Regions from separate parts of the Mus musculus genome. Here region 2 is linked to region 1. The links are chromatin contacts, called in public Hi-C maps. All regions are on one chromosome and are shown on one strand. The core of a region is the stretch at or near the end of the contact, and the rest is flanking DNA. Distances in the headings are between cores, read along the strand shown. Region 1 holds the start of Hectd2os (Hectd2, opposite strand). Region 2 has its middle 41 kb from the start of Tnks2.

Region 1 (3,344 bases), core at 764-3,263:
AAGGCTGAGGCGGCAGTCAAAATACCTAGGTGACAATCCCAGCCAAGTCTCTGGGACTCAAGACTCTGATAACTCTTCAGGCACAATCCTGCCAAGGGAGGGCTAAGCATGGTGGGCACTGCTCACCCAAAGCATCCCTGGAACCCTCAGGGAAAGCACCCCCATCAAGCCACCACCTAAGGCCTAGAAGCTTTCCATCTCAAGGCAGCTGATTTCAAGTTGTTGTTCCGTGTACCTAGCAACTCAGCTGGAGTTGAGCAGCTAAATCGGAATCTTGGTCCTATGTGTTCTTCCCTTTTGGTACACTCGGGAGGAGGTAGAGATTGTTTCTCACCTCATCCAATGAGACAAGAAAGTGCTTGGTGAACATTAAGCAGCTATGGAGAGTTGGGAGTCAGGGAGACTCCTTGCACAGTCCTTAGCAGATCTCCGCTGTCTGCATAGTCTCTTGCCCTGAACCTTGATACATCTATTCTCCACTCCAGGACTATTGTGAAGAATACTTACCTGTCACATGACCGCAGCTATCCCTGGAGTAGTAGTATAGCTCCCCCACCCCCACCCCACCCCCGCTGACTACCTTAACCCTGAACAGCAACCATCTTTTTCTCAGCCTCAACAAGAAGTCTTGGCTCTAGGCCAGCGGACTGGGACGAGTGTGTGGAAAATGTGAGGCGCTTTTCCTTCTTGGGAAGAAAGCCAAAAATGGAGTTCTCTGGAATTCTATAAATTATGCGCCCAGAGAAGATTGAAGTTTACAAAGGAAAAAGGAAGAAACTCCCCCACTATTTGCTTAGTGAGCTGGGTCAGCCCAACTAGTGCCAAAACCCACGTACTTGGCCCATGTTGCTATGTTTGCAAAACAGGCCCATGTTCCAAGAGAGACCAGAGGCCTATACACAGCCAGCCAGATCTCTCTTCAGGCTGCTCTCTGGCCTACTTCAAAGTCCCTTGGATCCCCAAAGTCTGTAGCTTTGTTTCTTGGGCCTGGAAGGCTGAAGCTCAGAGAGGTGGAGCACAGGAGATCTTTCTGCACATTGGCTAGGCTTCACTCTTCCCTGTTCTTCCAAGTTCCCCAGCCTCCCTCCTCCACTTCCTCCTCCTCCCCCTCATCTCTTCCCTCCCTCCTCCTCTGCCTCCTCCTCCACTGTATAAACTCCAAGAGTCAGGATGGCTGATCAGCCTATATCACCTCGAAGAAACCTTCCCTGGTCCTGAGATAGGGTCAGTGCTCTTTCCCAAGGGCCCCACAACACCTTGTCTGTGTCACATGGTATTACTAATCTGGCCATAGTTAGTCTTCCATAGTCATCTCAAAAGCAGAGACTCTCTTGCTGTGGCATCCTCAAGTCACTCTCTCAGTAAAAGAGTCAGTAAGTACCCTTTCTGGCCTCCTATGAGCCACCCTGGGACCTGTTCCCAATTCAGATAGAGAATTTCTCCCAGAAAGAGAAAGGCATACTGGCAGTTGTGCTGTGTTATGTTGTGTTGTGTTATTCTGTTGGGTTGTGCTCCGCCCTGTCTGTCTAGCCCAGTCTCCCATATATCTCAGCCACATGGAAGCAAACTCCAAGCTTTTTCTCACTAGCCTGTCCACTGCTTTTCTCACCATCTCCTTGGTGCCCCCAACCTCTCACCCTTCCTAGGCAACCTTTGAAGAAACAGTCCAACTTCTTCCACACAGAAACCGACCTAACCCTCCCACCCATTCCTCCCCTCCCACTGAGTAGAAACCTGTTGTCACAGACCCATGAACCCCTTTGCCATGCTTACCTCTGACCTCCTCACACTGACTCCGAAGGTCAACCCCAGATCTCAGCTACAGGAGCAGCCCCTGCCTTCATCATCCCCACCCCTAGTCCCTAATGCAGTGCTTGGCACGCTATCACAGCTGTCAGGAAGAGCTTGCTGAGTTAATTCATTCACTAGCACGCAGAAGATAATAATAGCATTCGATGTCACCGGCAGAGTGAGTGCAAAGATTCCAGCAGAAGCTATGCACAAAGAGGAAGAGACCATAGCTGTAGGCTGCAGTGACTTGTGAGGGGGAGGAGAGAGAGATGTAATGGAGGGACAAGATAATTAGCAACAAGACAGAAGGATGGAGGACAGCCTAGGGCAGCAGGGGAAATGAGAAAAAATACAATCTATATCCATATATTCTACCCTGGAAAGGGATAGGAGAGGGACCCTGAAAGAGTTAGTGGGTTAGTGGGAAAGAAAAAGTGTGGATTTGATCAAAATAAAGTCCATTGATACATGATGGAAAAATAACACTAAAACAAAAACTTGGGAAAACCCAACCATGCCTTTAAATCAAGTCAGATCCAGGTCTATTCTGGCTTAAAATGCCAGTGTCATCTCAGTGTTTATGAAAATCCTGGAACATTTTATCCAACCCTGTGAGGCCCATGCATGCATCCCAGCTCTCAAACTCTGGAAAAGGGGAAACTGAGTCCCACGGTAACTTTTATAGGAACGTTATTTTTTTAATAAGCAGATTTATGTACTATTTTTGCTACAAACTTACCTGCCTTTGGTTTGAAATCCTTAGTACACCTTTCCAGAGCTGCTTTCTCATGCAAACAAAGCCCCAGGGGCCTCTGTTGTATAACACAGGCGAGGCTTTTGTTTGTTTGCGTTTCCCCCACAGTGACCCATTTTTAAACTGCCCTATTTAATGCTGTAGGAACCTATTCTGGGATTGTTTATCTTCTAAATTGTTATGGAACCTTAATGTTATACTCTTCAAATGAGATCCACTGAGAACCAGGAGAAGAAGGGGGACTTGTTTTTCCTTTTGCTAGCTGCTGTGGCCCAGCTTCAGGCCCATCCCTGGGCCACGGGTCATCTGGAAACATTTCTGCCTACACAGAACATATGGTCTGAGAAAAGAAGGGGGGTGTACTCAATAGCAGGTAATTATTTTGAGCCAGGCACTGCCCTGATTACTGAATCTTACTTTCTCCCAAGATCATAAGCAGTAAATATTGTTACTTTCACCTTATAATCAAGAAAACTGTGGCTGAGAGACCAAGGGCTCACCCAGGTCTAGCCACAGGTCAGAATAGGAACCATCCCCCCCACTGTGCTGTACAAAAAAATGGGAGGAGCCACACAGTAAAGGGAAACCACTTCTGATTGCCAGGAGAGAGGTGACCTCAGTTCCCTAACACATCCCTTGCTTCCACTGGGCATGGCGGTTGTAACCGATGTGGTCCAAGCATTTTCCTACAATCCTATTCCCTATAACAACCCGCGGGGAGGTGATTCAAGTCCACCTTGCAGTGAGGGGTCTTTAGAAATGCCCAGAGAGAGTAATTAATCCATGCTGGGTCCCATAG
Region 2 (3,315 bases), core at 209-2,708, 100 kb after region 1:
CAAGAAGAGCCCCCACCCCCACCCCCACCCATTACCTACTCTTTGACAAACATCGTTCAACATTCAATTAACACAAGGCTAGTATCTCCCAGAAACTATGCCAGGCACTAGGGCCCAGCTATCAATGAAGCCAGTTAATCTCTGTTCTCACACAGCTTCCCACACAGCAGGGATTATAGTCACCATAGCATGGACTACAGATAACGCTGGATGGACATTACAGAACGGCCCTGTCAATAGAGAAAAGAAAGGTTTCTCCCGCTTCCCCACTTAGTTCTCTCTCTTAGGCACTATCTAGCCCATTCTCCTGAGTGGGTTTATTTTGGAAGAACTCAGAAACTCTTTGCACTGCTTACTCCATGGTGATGGTTTACTCCAAATGTCCTCAAAGCTGCTTAAATAAATAAATAAATAAGTTAATTTCAGGGCTGAAGAGAAGGCTACATTGGTAAATCACTTGTTTGGGAGTACAAGGACCTAATTTGTATCACCAGAACCCATTTGAAGAAGCCAGGTGTGGATACATTGTGACCCTCATACCAGAGAGGTAAATACAGGATCCCTTGGACTCCCTGGCCTGCCAGCCTAGACTACTTGGTGTGTTCCCAGACACTGAGAAACACTGTCTCAAAACAAAAACAACAAAAACAAAACAAAACAAAAAAAACTGGTATCCTCTGGCATCCACATGCGTACACATACATGGGCACCAAGACCTGCTCAGACAAATATGTACATTCCAGTCCACGAGTAACCATATCCTTCAATTTCACTTATTTTACTTATTACTTCATTCTGCCTTGTTGTGTTTAAACAACATCCTCTGAATTCATTCACCTGCCTCCGCTGTCCGCTCACTCGGGAGCAAATAGTCCCTCTTTGGTGTCTCTGTTCTCAGAGCCTGCCCCCCTCCCTTCATCGCTTGGTTCCCCATGGACCACTTCCAGCCTCATTAGATCATTTTGAGGCTATCTTTACCTGAATCTGCCCACCTCCTCGCTCTGTCCGGGAGCAACCCTTCCCTGCCTGCCGCTACAGGCCCAAGAAGGCCACATTCCCAGTGCCCGCCCTTCCAGGGCAGGCCCCCCTCACCAACACATGCCTTGTGCTCAGACTTCATGGTTTTCAAAGCTCTTTTATAAAGGTTTTCCTCCTTTGATAGACTTTTGAGAAGTAAGCAAGACAGATTCTAGCATTCCTGTGATACAGGAAACACAGACCCAGACTTAACTAATGCTGTGCGTTAATTGCACTGTGTCATAAACTGTTCCGACAAGTGAGAGAATTAAACTCTAGTTCCTAAGTTATACTGGTCCCATGGTCCCCCATCTAAAGCTTCGCACTCCATCTCTCACTAGCTGCACCAGAGCAATAGCCACCTCCTTCTCTTGGGTTCAGAGTAAAAACCACGCCCTCCACGCCTACGTGCTGGACCTTCTTCCCCAAGTTCCTCCATTCCTGGTGGTGAGTCATTTCAGCCTTTGCTGCTACTGCGCAGAGTATTAACCAAGCACCAAGCCATGCCTAAGAGAGTGTATGATGCACTTTGAAAAACTGTTAAAGACAAAAACCAACTTGTTTTCCGTCTGGTCGTTGTCTTTCACTGTTCTGGTACTCATGTACCCTGTACTCTTTATTACAGCTGCTCCTGCCCCTGCCCCTGCCCCTGCCCCTGCCCCTGCCCCTGCCCCTGCCCCTGCCCCTGCCCCTGCCCCTGCCCCTGCCCCTGCTCCTGCTAATATGTCACTAGCTTTCCCGGCTGACTTCAAACTCCTAAGCTCAAGCAACTTCCCAATCTTGAGGGGCTTCCCTGGAGACCTGGGACTACATTTGCTTGCCACTAAACCCCACTAAGATATCCTTTAAGACCTGACGTTAGGGGTCAACAAGATGGGTTAGAATATAAAGCTGTTTGCCACCAAGCCAGATAGCATGAGTTCAATCTCTTGGATCAAGTCTCTCAAGTCTCTGATCTTTGCAAACATAATGTGGCACATGTACACCCGTGAATAATTAATAAATAAATAAATAAATACATACATAAATAAATAAATGTGATTTTTTAAGCATTTAAAGCCATCTGGACAAGGTAGACACACCTTTGATCACAGCACTCTGGGAGTGTGAGACTAGCCTGCTCTACATAGCAAGTTCTAAACCAGCCAGGGCAACATAGTGAGACCATGTCTCAAATTTTTTTTATTTGAAAAAAAATGTTTAAGGCCTGATTTTTAGGCCAAATTTCTTATAAACAATCTCAGCCATTCCAATTCAGAGGGCAGGCGCCTGCTTCCTACCATTGTTTTCAAAGGCTACTTTTTGTATACACAAAATACAGAGTTTCCCATTGTCCAAGAGTGTGACCTCATCTCTTATGACAGAGCTAGACAGACCCAGCAGTACTTAACCCCAAAGAGACTGAGGGTGTGAGAAACATGGGGTAGGTAATCTAAAGTTGGGCCAGGCTTGAAAACTGAGTGGGAGGGCTGGAGAGATGGCTCAGCAGTAAAGAGCACTGGCTGTTCTCCCAGACGACCTCAGTTCAATTCCCAGCATGCCCATGGTGGTCCACAACTGTCTGTAACTCCAGTTCCAGGGGCTCCTATGGCCTCTCATGGCCTCCAAAGACATCAGGCATATATACATGGTACACAGAAAACACATGCAATCAAAACACCAAAACACATAAAATAAAATAAACTGAGTCAGGCCAATTGAGAGGGTAAAGAAGGGAAAGCAGTTTATGCACAAAGGGCGGTGTGCATGCTTACACACAGTGCAAGAAGCTGAGGGGCGATGAGAGCTCAGTATGGCACAAGGGCAGGTTGGGTGGGACAGCACTTGGAGACAAGCTTGCAGAAGAGCCTATGGCAAAGGGGGAAGGACTTGAGTGGCCTGCAGAGGTAATAACTGTGTACTCAAGGAAACAGCCGTCCTTGAAGCATTCTCACATGATACGGTCACATTTGTGAGAACATTCTAGATGCAGAAAAGAACTTTTGGCACTGAAAGGGAGCAAAAACAAGTTTTAGGACTTAAAAATACAAACAATAATGTGAAAGCTGTCTCAAGTCCAGTACTATTTTCATTCACTGGTTAGGAACCGATTGGTTTATGACTTCAGTTTGAAAACATGCATTGATCACGTGCATTAGAGAAAACATAGCCTCTATCCAATGGTCAAATGCGTATGAATTCATGTAGGGAACCAGTCTTAGTGTTGGAGAACTTAGAATAAACACTGGATACTGAGGTCCTGGATACAAGGGTGAACATGGTCACAAGTTGCTAGCTACGACCACCTTAGTAAAACCC

Evidence for each region. Hi-C and Micro-C count contacts between places; a contact is called where the count stands out from the background.
Region 2: a Hi-C map of uterus shows a contact between it and region 1, with 1.8 times the contacts expected there. A contact is called at or near these places in 6 of 484 Hi-C or Micro-C datasets (brown adipocytes, liver, nephron progenitors and 2 more) and 2 of 130 datasets of targeted methods (the NIH/3T3 cell line and embryonic fibroblasts).

Annotation. Positions count from the first base shown.
Region 1 is chr19:36,687,466-36,690,809 of GRCm38.p6, forward strand. Hectd2os (Hectd2, opposite strand) reads right to left here and starts at 2,014. Exons shown (of 5, transcript NR_033510.1): 1 at 1,774-2,014.
Region 2 is chr19:36,791,328-36,794,642 of GRCm38.p6, forward strand. No RefSeq gene overlaps it. Among named protein-coding and RNA genes, the nearest start is that of Tnks2, 41 kb to the right of the region's middle.